3 separate regions of the Zea mays genome follow, and all the other regions are linked to region 1. A link is a contact called in public Hi-C data. All regions are on one chromosome and are shown on one strand. The core of a region is the stretch at or near the end of the contact, and the rest is flanking DNA. Distances in the headings are between cores, read along the strand shown. Region 1 holds the start of LOC542371 (extensin). Region 2 holds the start of LOC100281427. Region 3 has its middle 5.8 kb from the start of LOC103646480.

Evidence for each region. Hi-C and Micro-C count contacts between places; a contact is called where the count stands out from the background.
Region 2: a contact with region 1 is called in a Hi-C map of endosperm, with 4 times the contacts expected there. The contact joins the promoter of LOC100281427 here to the promoter of LOC542371 in region 1. A contact is called at or near these places in 11 of 25 Hi-C or Micro-C datasets (bundle sheath, ear, endosperm and 4 more).
Region 3: a Hi-C map of tassel shows a contact between it and region 1, with 3 times the contacts expected there. The contact joins the enhancer-like site here to the promoter of LOC542371 in region 1. A contact is called at or near these places in 2 of 25 Hi-C or Micro-C datasets (ear and tassel).

What each region holds. Positions count from the first base shown.
Region 1 is chr2:56,707,767-56,711,872 of Zm-B73-REFERENCE-NAM-5.0, forward strand. It overlaps LOC542371 (extensin), which reads right to left and starts at 2,319. Exons shown (of 2, transcript NM_001111947.2): 1 at 1,083-2,319; 2 at 553-915. The coding sequence starts at 2,250. The coding sequence ends at 1,132.
Region 2 is chr2:56,902,166-56,906,271 of Zm-B73-REFERENCE-NAM-5.0, forward strand. It overlaps LOC100281427, which reads left to right and starts at 2,313. Exons shown (of 8, transcript NM_001368010.1): 1 at 2,313-2,596.
Region 3 is chr2:56,861,711-56,865,816 of Zm-B73-REFERENCE-NAM-5.0, forward strand. No RefSeq gene overlaps it. Among protein-coding and RNA genes, the nearest start is that of LOC103646480, 5.8 kb to the left of the region's middle. Within about 2 kb of position 1,786, at least 14 of the 20 cell types and tissues checked have an H3K27ac peak or open chromatin away from gene starts, as enhancers often do. A contact at or near this core is called in ear and tassel, where this site is marked.

The DNA of each region.
Region 1 (4,106 bases), core at 1,069-3,568:
TTTAATTACTAATACTACTACTCCCGTAGCTACGGGTAGGTAATTTGTGGGCATCTCGATTTTGTGCTGCTGCCGCTACACGGTGGATGCATCTTCCTGTCGCATGCACTTCTGCTCTTAAGGCTAGCAGTACTACGGTCATAGTACTACGTGCTAACAATACATTATTATTAGTATAGCCTTTGCGCCACTGACACGGGTGTTTCCGTCCCGTATAGGTGAGAGCAGAGCAGCTGGAGCGCATTTGTACACTCCTGAATCTTTGGGCAGTCGGTGGTGTCATGTCACTCACTCAGGCATGGCATGGGTACGGTGCTGCACTGCTGCAGCAGAGCAGGGCGAGGATGGGCAATAGGCGTCGTCGCGTCTAGCGAGACCGTAGCATGCAGCCGCGTGACTGACAGCTCACGTCGCCGGCCGCAGACTTTGGCAGCCAAGCTTTGCTGCACCACGGCAGCGCGACCTCACCTTGGCCCTGTTGGCCTTGGGCGCCTCTCCTTCAGTCTTTTTACTGTCGTCACGTCACGTCACCGAATGAAAGGGGTACGGTAGTAAGTGTAAACAGTAGAAGCCTTTTTTCCTTGCATTTTTTCCACATTTATTATGGTTTTACACCCAATATAGTTGCAATACCATTACATACCCGCACAATACACCTGCTGCTGCTGCTAAACACATGGGACGAACACACAGTAGAGACTATAAATTAAACGGCCGGGACGGCAGAAGACAGAGGCCGGGAGCACAGAGCTCTGCGTTATTCTCTCCTCGATCGTCTAGCGGGGACGGATGGATGGCAGCACACAAAGAGGGTAGTAGTAGGACTAGGGCGTAGGACTCGCCTCTCATCATCATCATCAGCAGGTCACCTTTGCCGGCTGGCTAGGACACAATTCTTCCATCGATCGAGACCACCTGTCCCAACACAAAAGAAAAGGAGAGCCTATGGTTAGTGCCAGACTATGCCAGGAGATCAGTATGATACTGACGATACATTTGACACAAGCATACTAAATGTATGTAGTGTGCATGCATATTGCATGCTCCATTCTTGTACCGTTGTACGTAGTATTAGTACGTACCTAAATGCTCCAGAGACTGACAGCAGTGTGGTATGGTAGGCATCGGTTTCTAGTAGTAAGGTGGCGGCGGGCTGGGGGTGTGAGACACCGGCGGCGTCGGAGTGTAGGTGGGCGGCTTGGTGGCCGGCGGCTTCGGTGTGGGAGTGTACGTCGGTGGGGTCGGCTTGGGCGTGGGAGGCTTGGTAGCCGGTGGCTTGGGGCTTGGAGTGTACGTCGGTGGGGTCGGCTTGGGTGTCGGAGGCTTGGGGGAAGGCGTGTACGTCGGCGGGGTCGGCTTAGGTGTCGGAGGCTTTGGGGAAGGGGTGTACGTCGGTGGGGTCGGCTTGGGCGTCGGGTGTGTGGGAGGCTTGGGGCTTGGAGTGTACGTCGGCGGGGTCGGCTTGGGCGTCGGAGGCTTGGGGGAAGGGGTGTACGTCGGCGGGGTCGGCTTGGGTGTCGGAGGCTTGGGAGAAGGGGTGTACGTCGGCGGGGTCGGCTTGGGCGTGGGAGGCTTGGTAGCCGGTGGCTTGGGGCTTGGAGTGTACGTAGGCGGGGTCGGCTTAGGTGTCGGAGGTTTGGGGGAAGGGGTGTACGTCGGTGGGGTCGGCTTGGGCGTCGGAGGCTTGGTAGCCGGTGGCTTGGGGCTTGGAGTGTACGTAGGCGGGGTCGGCTTAGGTGTCGGAGGCTTGGGAGAAGGGGTGTACGTCGGCGGGGTCGGCTTGGGCGTGGGAGGCTTGCTAGCCGGTGGCTTGGGGCTTGGAGTGTACGTCGGCGGGGTCGGCTTAGGTGTCGGAGGTTTGGGGGAAGGGGTGTACGTCGGAGGAGTGGGAGTGGGTTTGTGGGGCGTAGGGGCGGGAGTGTATGTGGGTGGCGTCGGCTTGGGGGGCGTCGGGGTGGGAGTGTACGTCGGCGGCGTGGGTTTGGGGCTCGGGGTGTACGTGGGCGGCGTCGGCTTGTGCTCCTTGGGCGGCTTCTCCGGCTTGGGCCCGTGCTCCTTGGGCGGCTTGTGCTCCTTTGGCGGCTTCTCCGGCTTGGGCCCCTTGGTGGGGGGCTTCTCCGGCTTCGGGGTCGGGGTGGCCGGCGTCGGCGTCGGGGTGTACCCGTACCCGGCGTCGGCCTGGATCTCCACGGCCAGGCTCACGGCCACCAGGGCCAGCAGCAGAGCAGCCCTGCCGCTGCCACCCATCATCCTCTCTCTCTCACACACTCTCAGTAACTGCAAGCTCTTCTGGTTGGCTCTAGCTGGCCAATGGCGCAGTGGTGGTCTGAGGAGAGACGCTCACCCTGCCACTGCTTATATACACGGAGGAAGGGGTGGGGTGGGGGCCTCGGATGCCCTCTGGGCTCTCGTGACGCCCTTCGACGGAGAGGAGGAGGAGAGAGAGAGGGCACTGCGGCGAGAGAGAGGCATTCAGGCAAGCCATGTGGGGGCAGCACGGGAGGCTTCCCCGATGGTCACTCGCTTCGCTTGCATTGGGGTTCACCGGCACCGCTCACTGGTCCAGCACGGGCCAGTCTGAACCTGCATGTTGACGAATGGAATGGATAGAGCCGGGCGGGCACTTGGTGGAGCAGGTGGATTTACATCGTTTGCATCTACAAGTAGTTCCCACAATACTCACGTTATTGTGTGCATTCACTCCGCCTTGCACTGAAGTAGCAGAGAGTGAGACCTGTACACAAGAAGAGCCGCCATGTGCTGCTCGCCGAGATCAAACGACGTGGATCGATCAAGCTGAACGGCAGATCAGATAACGATCCGCTGGGAAAGATAATACTACTACCTTCGCCTATGAATAAATTAGATTTATAGAGTTATTATGGCATGTACAACATCATTTAATATGAACTCTCTCGAGAGATCTACCTTCTCGGCTAGATTCGTCGTCTCTTTGACCGGATCGCCGTCTGGATCCGTCAATGTCGAGGCCTTTCTGGTCGGATCCATCGTTACCCCTTCTATTACGCCACAGGCGCGGCTAACATTACTGGTGCAGACGTGTGCGCTGCCGCCGGCCTCTGAATAAATTAGATTTATAAAGTTATCGATCAAGCTGAACGGCAGATCAGATAACTATCCGTTGGGAAAGATAATACTACTACCTTGCCTCTGAATAAATTAGATTTATAAAGTTATTAGGGCATGTACAACCTCATTTAATATAGAGTCTACCTTCCCAGCTAGATCCGTCGTCTATTTAACCGGATCGCCGTCTTGCCGGTTGGATCCGTCGATGTCGTGGCCTTCCTGGCCGGATCCATCATTACCCCTTCTATTCCATCGCGAGCGCGGCCACCATAACGGTGCAGACGCGTGCGCTGCCGCGGGGCTCCTCGACGTCCAGACGATCGAAGAAGCAAGAAGGTCACCCTGGTGCTAATTTTTATGTCGCCCAGCCGATCGTTGACGCTTGAACATCGACCCCTACCAAAGAATAGGCTACTGCTGCGTGTCTCCCGACCACGACCACCTCGACTTCGGCTATCTCGGCATCCAGGGGCTATCATTTCCTCGAAGTCCACACATCGGCAACATTCACACCCTCATCACGCTACGATTGCAGGGGTATCAACTCGTCGGCTTCTACCTTCGGCTTCTACTACAGTCTCATCGTGTGTGGTGCCCCCGTTGCGACTGCTGAAGGATGTTAGACTGTATGTGGAGGGGCGGGCACCACTGTTGGGCTACCGACCCATTAGGATTAGGGCTATGCAATATAATAAATCAATCGCTTCACAGTCCAACATTATCCTGTTAACTTTGAGATTCAGATTTATTTTTTTAACGGTGGAATTGTTCCAAAGTTGCCTTTTTTTCAAATGTTTTTTTCTTTTTTTTCATTATGATGGCATGCATAAGGGGAAAGTGGAACAATGTGTTCGACCTGAGATACAAGCAGTGAATTAATGAATCGAGAGATCTGGTTGGATCTGAACAAGACACTTGCCTTTAGGAATAGTAGTAGATCACCAGAGCGCTTAAGAACGAGGGCCCAGCTAATTAGATGCATTGCTACGCTTGTGTGCATTTCGGCTCTTGATTTT
Region 2 (4,106 bases), core at 1,063-3,562, 190 kb after region 1:
ACGAACGGGCCCTAAATCATCACCACTTATTTTAGACGTCTCTAATTATTTGGTACATTAAATCAACATGATAGGTCCATAGCAACTAGCCACAAAAACCAAAATTCATGGACCGTCTCTTAAGGTCTGACCCCACCAAAATTCTCGTTAGATTTCATTATTACATCAACAAAGCTACTATTATATATTGCCTATAAAGCTTTTTTTTTGGAACGTCAGACAGCTCTGCACTTCGAAGATTAAATTAATGTCAAAGGCGAGCGCTTAATGCACGAAAATCACCATATCTATATAACAAGTTAATTCGGTATTAACTACGTGAGAGAAATGCATCGTTTTCTTATATACAGTGGAGATCGCTGTAGGATTGTAATAGACGACGAGATCGATTGGACGGGCAGTCAAGTGATCGTTGCCTAAAATTTTAAACTTGCCCCAAACACACCCCGTGTGGGTTAGGACTGAGGACGAGCGATCTTAGAGATAGTGTTCCCTTCACGGCGCCGTAAAAGAAGCATGAGATCGGTCAACACTGAGAAAACAATTTTAAGTTTTAAAAGTTTTTATATATAAAAAAGATAAACTCCAACAAAGTCGTTGCCGACGAAGAATCGCCGGATCGGCGACATTGCAGTTGCATGTTGCCGAACTTTTCGGAGTTAATGCACAGATATCCATGCAAAAGGCGTCGAATCCTTCTACAGTAGTAGACTAGTAGTAGGCATTAACGAATCCATTCCCCCCCCCCCCCCCCCCCCCCCCCCACCCCCACCATCTCATATCTTCCTTTGCAACCCAACTCCTGGCAAGTTCACGGCCACATGTTCAGGCGTTGTTTACATGGTGTGGGGGCAGAAGAGACAAAGTACGCCTCTTTTTTTATATAAAAAATAAGAAGGAAGAACTACGAAGCGAGGCTTTGACTTTGCTTCTCATACGCATACTGCATACATAGGGCTTAAGCAATGCTATTCCTTCAGTTGGTTACAGTAACAAGAGCACTCCCGAATCCCGATACTGACGATCTGTCTATTCTGTTCGTTGGTTTGGTGTTCCAAGCCTTAGTTAAACGTGTACTACTATAAATTGGTACAGTAGGCGTCAGTAGCTAGGGTCATCTGCAGCGCAGGCCTTAACCTTTACCCCGAGTCCCCGACCGTGTCCGTGGCTGCGACGGCCGGGGCAGCAGACCCTGCCTCCTGAATCCGGACCAGCGACCGCCGGGCGCCGGCTGCCCGGCCGGCCGGCCGGCTGGCAGCCTGGCACCTGCTGCTCGCTTCTCCTGTCACAGCACCAATTGTTCAACTCAGGTGCGCAGCGCAATTGTTCCCCACTTGGCACTTGTTTTTGGTTTGCTGAATTATGTTCAGCCCATTTGGCAACATGTTACAAATACCGAAGCAGCAAACTAGAAGGCCAGCACCACCAAAGCCAGGGAACTTTTGGCTTGCTAATCAATCAATCAGAGTATGCTCGTAAACTGCTGGATCATACATACAGCAGTATCTCGGTTCATTGTTGGGCTTAATCTCTATATGTTAACATAAACAGCACCTGGAAGAGAAAAAAAAAGAATGCTACTAGTGCACACCATTCCGTTTCCCGTGTAAAGTGCTGCTAGCTAGTTAGTGTGCCCGTGGTAGCCTGGTAGGAAGAACAATCGGCAAAAGCGTGACCTTGCTTGCCCCGTGCTCGGATGCAAAAGTATGTATTCATTCATGTCCTTTGACAGCCTAAAAAGTGGGTTCGGTCATCAGGACTCGGCAGAGCTGGGAGACGACGACGGTGGGCGATTCGTGACTTGATTTAATCCAGGCCACTAGTTCCCTTCTTCCACCACCACATGCACCTGTGATGCGATGCAGTCTGGACTACTTGCACACGGGGATCACGCTTTATTTCGTCTGCAGGATGGATCAGTGCTTCGGATGCCTTGCGCTGTTTTTTTTTTGTATGGTGAGATGCCAACAAGTATGTAGTAACGTAAGGTTCCAGTAACTTTTCTGGCTCCTTTTTTATCTGAACCAGTGCCCTGCCCTAGCGAACGACATGTCGCTGCTGGTACGACCTCGTCGCCTTTCGTCAATTTTTTTTTTATCTGATGACGAAAGGACATGCTCTGATAGGGAGAAGAGTCGTAGCACAGGAATCCAGGGGCCGGCGAGCCGGCCCACCCTGGCCCGAGTCCGGCCCCGAGAAAGCGACGCCACGCGGCCAATTGGAAGACCGCGTCGGGGGTCAGCCCACGCCCGCCCAGCATAATAAGAGCGCCTGCCAATTGAGAGACGGAGACAAAACGCCCGCCTTGGAAACCAAGACCACCAGAGACGACGGACGGACGGACGGAGACCGGAGCAAACGAGGCGGCCGGGGTCCGGAGCAGAGGACGCGTCCAATACTACAACAGGAGCGCCCGATCCTTCCCATCCCCCAAGCTCGCCCGCCTCCGATTCCCGCTGTCCTGTCCCCTCCAAACACCCTCCCGCCGAAGGCCTCCGATCCAGGCCGCAACCGGGATGGCGCGTGCCGGCGGGAGGAGGTCGGCGGCGGCGCCGGCGGCTTCGGGAGAGCCCTCCGTCGAGTGCTCTCGCGGCGGGTGAGTGCCGTGCCTCTGAATTCTCGGTGCTCTCTCTTCCGTTTTAGGCGCCGCGATCCGCTTTGGCTTCTCCGCTCCGCCCGTCTGGTTTTTTTGTTTTTTTTTGTTTTTGTTTTTTTACCTACCATCTCGATCGGTTTGGTTGCGCGCGTGAGTGATTGGAACGGTTCGAGCTGCTCCGAAAGAGCACCGTCGCGGCGCGTCGCCCACATTTGATTCACATCAAATACAGAGTGGTGAGTACTACCCAATACCATGCAAAAATAAGCCCCGGATACCAGCGCTGGATTTTAGGGGAAAAAGTCGCCCTGACCCCTGACTCCGCGCGCCTCCGTTTTCGCTTTCGAATTTCTGTCGGGTCGGGTCGGGTCGGGTCGGGAATGGACCTAGAGCGGCGTCGCCCTTTCGAACGGAAGCCGTAGCCACATTTATTATTAACACATCCTCCTCCGGTTGGGACTGGGAGGACCGGAGGCCGAATTGTATTGGCGCGGTGACCCGCAGAGCACATGCAACCGAACCAAGCGCTTCGCCTTCTGTTCATATTCTGTCAAACAATCCAACGCTACCAGTAGTCAATTATTTCGGTTCACGGAAGGGTATCTAAACTTGTGTTGTTGTTGTTGTTGTTTTTTTGAGACTTCGACTCTGCATTTCTGCATATATGTAGGAATTAGGTTCTGCCGTAATTTTGTTTCTCTCTCCACCGGAGCAGTTCCTCTGGACTGAAAGGCCGCAACTTTAGTGGCCATGTAGTACTACTACGCGGGAAGAGCGAGCGAGCGGAGTTTAAGTTTACTACGCCCCTACGCCTGCCGGCCGGGCCGCGTAGAGCCGCAGACGCGTAGAGCCGCCGGCAGGCCCCCCTGCTCCCCCCCCTCCCCGCTTTCCCATCCACGGTACGCTACGGCACAGTGCGCGGGGCGCGGCAGAGGCTGTTTTTTTTTTATTACGGGACACTACCCTAGTCGAGAGAATCCTTTTTTTTTTACTTCCGAGCGTCTTCATTGTCGCTAGCCTTTCCGCGCTGTTTTTCGCTGCTGCTCCTCCAGTTTCTCGGGATCCGTGTGGGTTGTTGTTGCTCCGTCCGTCCGGTGGGATTCCCTATGTGCGGCGGCTTCAGGTGTACGGGTGTCGAGTTGTTGCCTTGGTGGTGAGCATCGTCAGGAGTGCACGACAGAGGCCGGGTCGGGGATTAAGGTTAACCTCGGCCGCCATATTAGTTTAGTGGTGGTTAGCCTTGTGCTTTCTTTTCGTTTGCTTTGTTCTTGACAACCTGTGTCAGTTCACAGTTGTGGGCCTGGTGAGCACTGCTGTATTTACTAGCAATTGCTTTGATTTGCTTGAAATGGCAGTGGTTTGCATTGCTCCGCGAGTGAGGATTTTCAGTTCGGTCTGAGTATCTTGCTATATGCTGCCGCGCTTTTGGCCCATCTCGGCGAACTTTCCTCTCGTCATTCGTGGTACTGTAAACAGTGAACTGCTTTCGGCGAACTGCTTCCGAACTAAA
Region 3 (4,106 bases), core at 536-3,035, 150 kb after region 1:
TGGCTGGGACACGGATCTGAGGCGGACGCGCTTGTCGAGGGTGCGGGGGAGGGAGCTTGCCGAGGGCGCAGAGGGAGCTTGTCGCGACATCCTCGGTGTGGACGCGCCGAGATTGCCGCGGGGGAGAGGACGCTTGCCGCGGAGTGCTTGCCGAGGGCGCGGGGGAGATTGTCGCGGAGGAGGGGGCGTCTACCGAGGGGCTGAGATTGCTGCGGGGGAGACGGCGCCTGCCCAGGGCTCGGGTTCGAGGGTGGGGATCCGCGCGGAGGAGGGGGCGCCTGCCAAGGGCCCGTGATGGCGGACCGGTTCTGCTCCTCGAGCGAGAGGTTGAGCAGCGCGGTGACTGTGCTCTCCTGCGCCATGGGTCGGTGCTCCGAAGCAGCGGCACGAGCGCCGGGATGGCGCCCGACACGCCGATCTGCTCGCGGATGTCGGAGCGATGCTTCGCCAGCACCCGCACGCATGCTAGCACGAACGACTCCATGTGCTCCAGCGGAGCAGCGTCCGCCGACAGATCCATGGACTCGAGGTCGTTCAGATCCACGGCGGCCGCGTCCGGCACGTCGGATCTGAGCGCCGCCCCCGTCGTGGCAGCGAGGCGCTCGAGCTCGCCGGAGATGTCGGAGTTGAAGCCGTGGATCGCTTTCCACCAATCGCCAATCGCGGCGTGTGTGACGGGCGTGGTGCAGACGCGCGACGCGAGATCCAGGGGACAGCACGGAGGCGGTTGGAGAGGCTGGGGCGAGGATCCAGGGGACGGCGCAGTGAGGGGGAGAGGAGGGCGACGCAGTGAGGGGGAGAGGAGGAGGTGGCGGCGTAGTGAGGGGAGAGGAGGAGGAGGTGATTGCGTAGGGGCGCGGCGAGATTTCCGGACGCAGGGGCGTGGAACGAAGGCAGAACCGTGCACCACACCGGGTGGACGTCTACACTACTATCTTATAGAGTAGTATAGAATCAGGACAATACCCGTATGGTATAGTCAGGACAAAAGCCATACACTCATTGTACGTAGTAGAAGGTAGCAGAGAGATGGGAGAAGCATATCCATCAATGCATATCCATATGGTAACGACTGACTAGTGGGATGGGATTTGTACGAATGTATTCGGAATCCTATCCTATCGCATCACACTCCAATCATATCCCGGCGCAGAGGCGCAGAGCCGATTCCGGTCTGATTAAAAAGCTCCGAATCCCACGTATCGTGCCCTCATCCCATCGTTAACAACAAACAGCCAAGCTTGATACGGGTCCCCGTCTCGATCGCTCGAAGTTGGCTGGCCCAGGCCTAAACGAATCCTTTGGATTTGGATCTGGATCCTTCGATGCCCCGGTGCATGATCGTGTGCGCGCAGCCCCAGAGCCCGAAAAGTGGTCATTTGTCAAGCCCGCCCGCGAGAGCCTGGTACTCTGGTCGCCCGTCCCGATCCCACCCCATGTGCTCTAAGGCCTCGCGGGCGTGGACTTTGCACGTAAAGAACACGAGCCACTTGACCTGCAGACTGCAGTTCCAACTCCCAACTTGTGCAGCACTCCGCTCTCGCCCCGCGGCCGCCGCATCCAATCATGCGTGGCGTGGCGGAGGATTCCCCAGTCGGCAAAGCGCAGTGCGTCGTGCAATCACCAGGCAGCTGGCGCTGGGCATGGTGGTACATTTTAGCACTGGCAGAGTGGCAGAGATTCGTCGTCGTGGTTTGTATGTCGAGCACGTTCAGCGCGACCAGCCTCGGCTGAGCAACAGCTCCTGTTCGTGCGGCGAACCGCAAGGCGGACGGGCGGGCTTCCCTTTGTCTACTGGGCACGCGCGCGTCGTCGTCGACTGGATTGGACTGGACTGGACTGACCAACCAACCACGGCGCGTCGGTCGGCGGCGTAAAAAAGTAGCGTCGCCGGCCGGACAACTTTTCGGAGTTAATGCGCTGGGATCCTCGCGAAAAAGGTGCGGAGATCTTCGTGGCGATGCTTGGCCCGGTGGAGTGGAGCAGCACATGCATGCTCGGCCGCGTTGTTTGGAGGACAGCCTTTGACTTGAGTACGTAGTGACATGCATCCAGACTTTAGTAATCCTCCTACTATAGTTAAGCTTAACCAACGGGTTTCTTTGCCACTTGCGGCTGCATGTTTGTTGGTTAAGCTAGGAATGAGATATGATATACTATTCCCTTGTGTGTGTGATTGGGGTTGGGGCTTGCGAGTTATATCTCTTATGTTTCTTGTTCCTCCGAGTCTCACACGAACAACCACATCTTTGTTGAGCGTGTACCCCTAGCTATAGGTATAGATGGTCATTTGGCACTAACACGACGGGCCAATCCAGACACGACACAAAAAGCACGGCCCAGACATGACCTGGTCCAACTAGTATACTATAGTGCCGTGTCTGGACCACCATCTCGACCCGTAGTACTGGCACGGGCACGACACAATTACATTTTTTATTTTAAAAATAATAAATTACATATATTTAGCATAATAATTCACCATATCTCTACTAATAATTAAGATCCCTCTGTAAACCGCCCCCGCCCCCTACAACCCCGCGCCCACCTCCACCCACCTCCGCATGCCTGCGCGCGCCGGAAACGTCGCCCCCAAATCCGCTCACCACCGCCCACATCCGCACGACTGCGCGCGCCGGAAAACTCGCCGCCTCAGTCGCCTACCTCCGCCCACCTCCGCACGCCTCGATCCCAAGCCGCAGTCCCGCCTCAGTCCGCCGCGAAATCTGCGATGCCGCCCTACCACCATCCCCACGCCGCGCCGCAAGCCCGCCGAGACCGCCGCGAAAGCCGCTCGCACGCCGCGAACCGCCCGCGCCGACCATTGCCACATGCCTCAAACCAAGCCGCGGCCCTTGGCGAACCACCCTAACACCCGCCCTAACGCCAGCACGCGCGCAATCCCGCAAATCCCGTCGTGCGCCACTGCAGCCACCTCAAATCCGTTGCGGCGTCCATTGAGGCGGGACAAACTCCCTAATCCTACTCACTACGCCTTACATTGATCATATCCCCGCATGCCAACATCCTCTTTCCCCTAACTTCCCAAACCCCCGTCCCTGGAGGATCCAAAGGAAAAGGAGCTTGGCCCTCTGCCGTAGAGGGAGGAATACTAATATTGCTTCGGTCGCGGGTGCCTCAACCAAGGTATGCCATGCGTTCTCCTTCCAGATTTGTTAATCCGCGTCCCTAGCGCAGATAAATTCATGTCAAACTTAGAATGAGTACGGGACCTTCTTTTCTAGGGGAAATTCCTTTAGAATTTAAATACCCAAGGTTGTAAGGTATGTGCAAGGACATGTATGTTCTTGTACAAGAGCAGGTCATGCGGCTTGAGAGGGATGCAGTGCTATGTATTTTGGACAACTATAGAAACTTTACTGTTAATTCGTTAATAGATGATGCCAAAAGCTGCATTACATGCTTCCAAGATTTTCAGAAAGAACTCCAAGATAAACAATGATTAGTTCTATGTTACCTGTACCAGCTGTTACTTGGGATTTGATAGAATGCCCTTTGTCCCTAAACCATTCGGCAACAAATGGAACACCCAAAAACTTTAGTTAACAGAGGAGAATGGCATATCTGCCAGCTGCAATTTTATGTTTTGCGATCAGATAAGATGTCGGTTTCAAACTTTGTTTTCAGTTCTTAGTTAAGAGGGCATTAACAAACTCGAATGTGCTTCTTGTGCTTGTATTTTCTGGCATTTAGGCGAAGCAACTCAATAAGTGGTTGTAAAAAAACAGATATCCAGTTATGTAGCTTCCAAGATTTTCAGACAGAACTCCAAGCTAAACAATGATTAGTTCTATGTTACCTGTAGCAGCTGTTACTTGGGATTTGATAGAATGCCCTTTGTCCCTAAACCATTCGGCAACAAATGGAACACCCAAAAACTTTAGTTAACAGAGGAGGATGGCATATCTGCCAGCTGCAATTTTATGTTTTTACATCAGATAAGAGGTCGGTTTCAAACTTTGTTTTCAGTTCTTAGTTAAGAGGGCATTAACAAACTCGAATGTGCTTCTTGTGCTTGTATTTTCTGGCATTTAGGCGAAGCAACTCAATAAGTTGTTGTAAAAAAACAGATATCCAGTTATGTA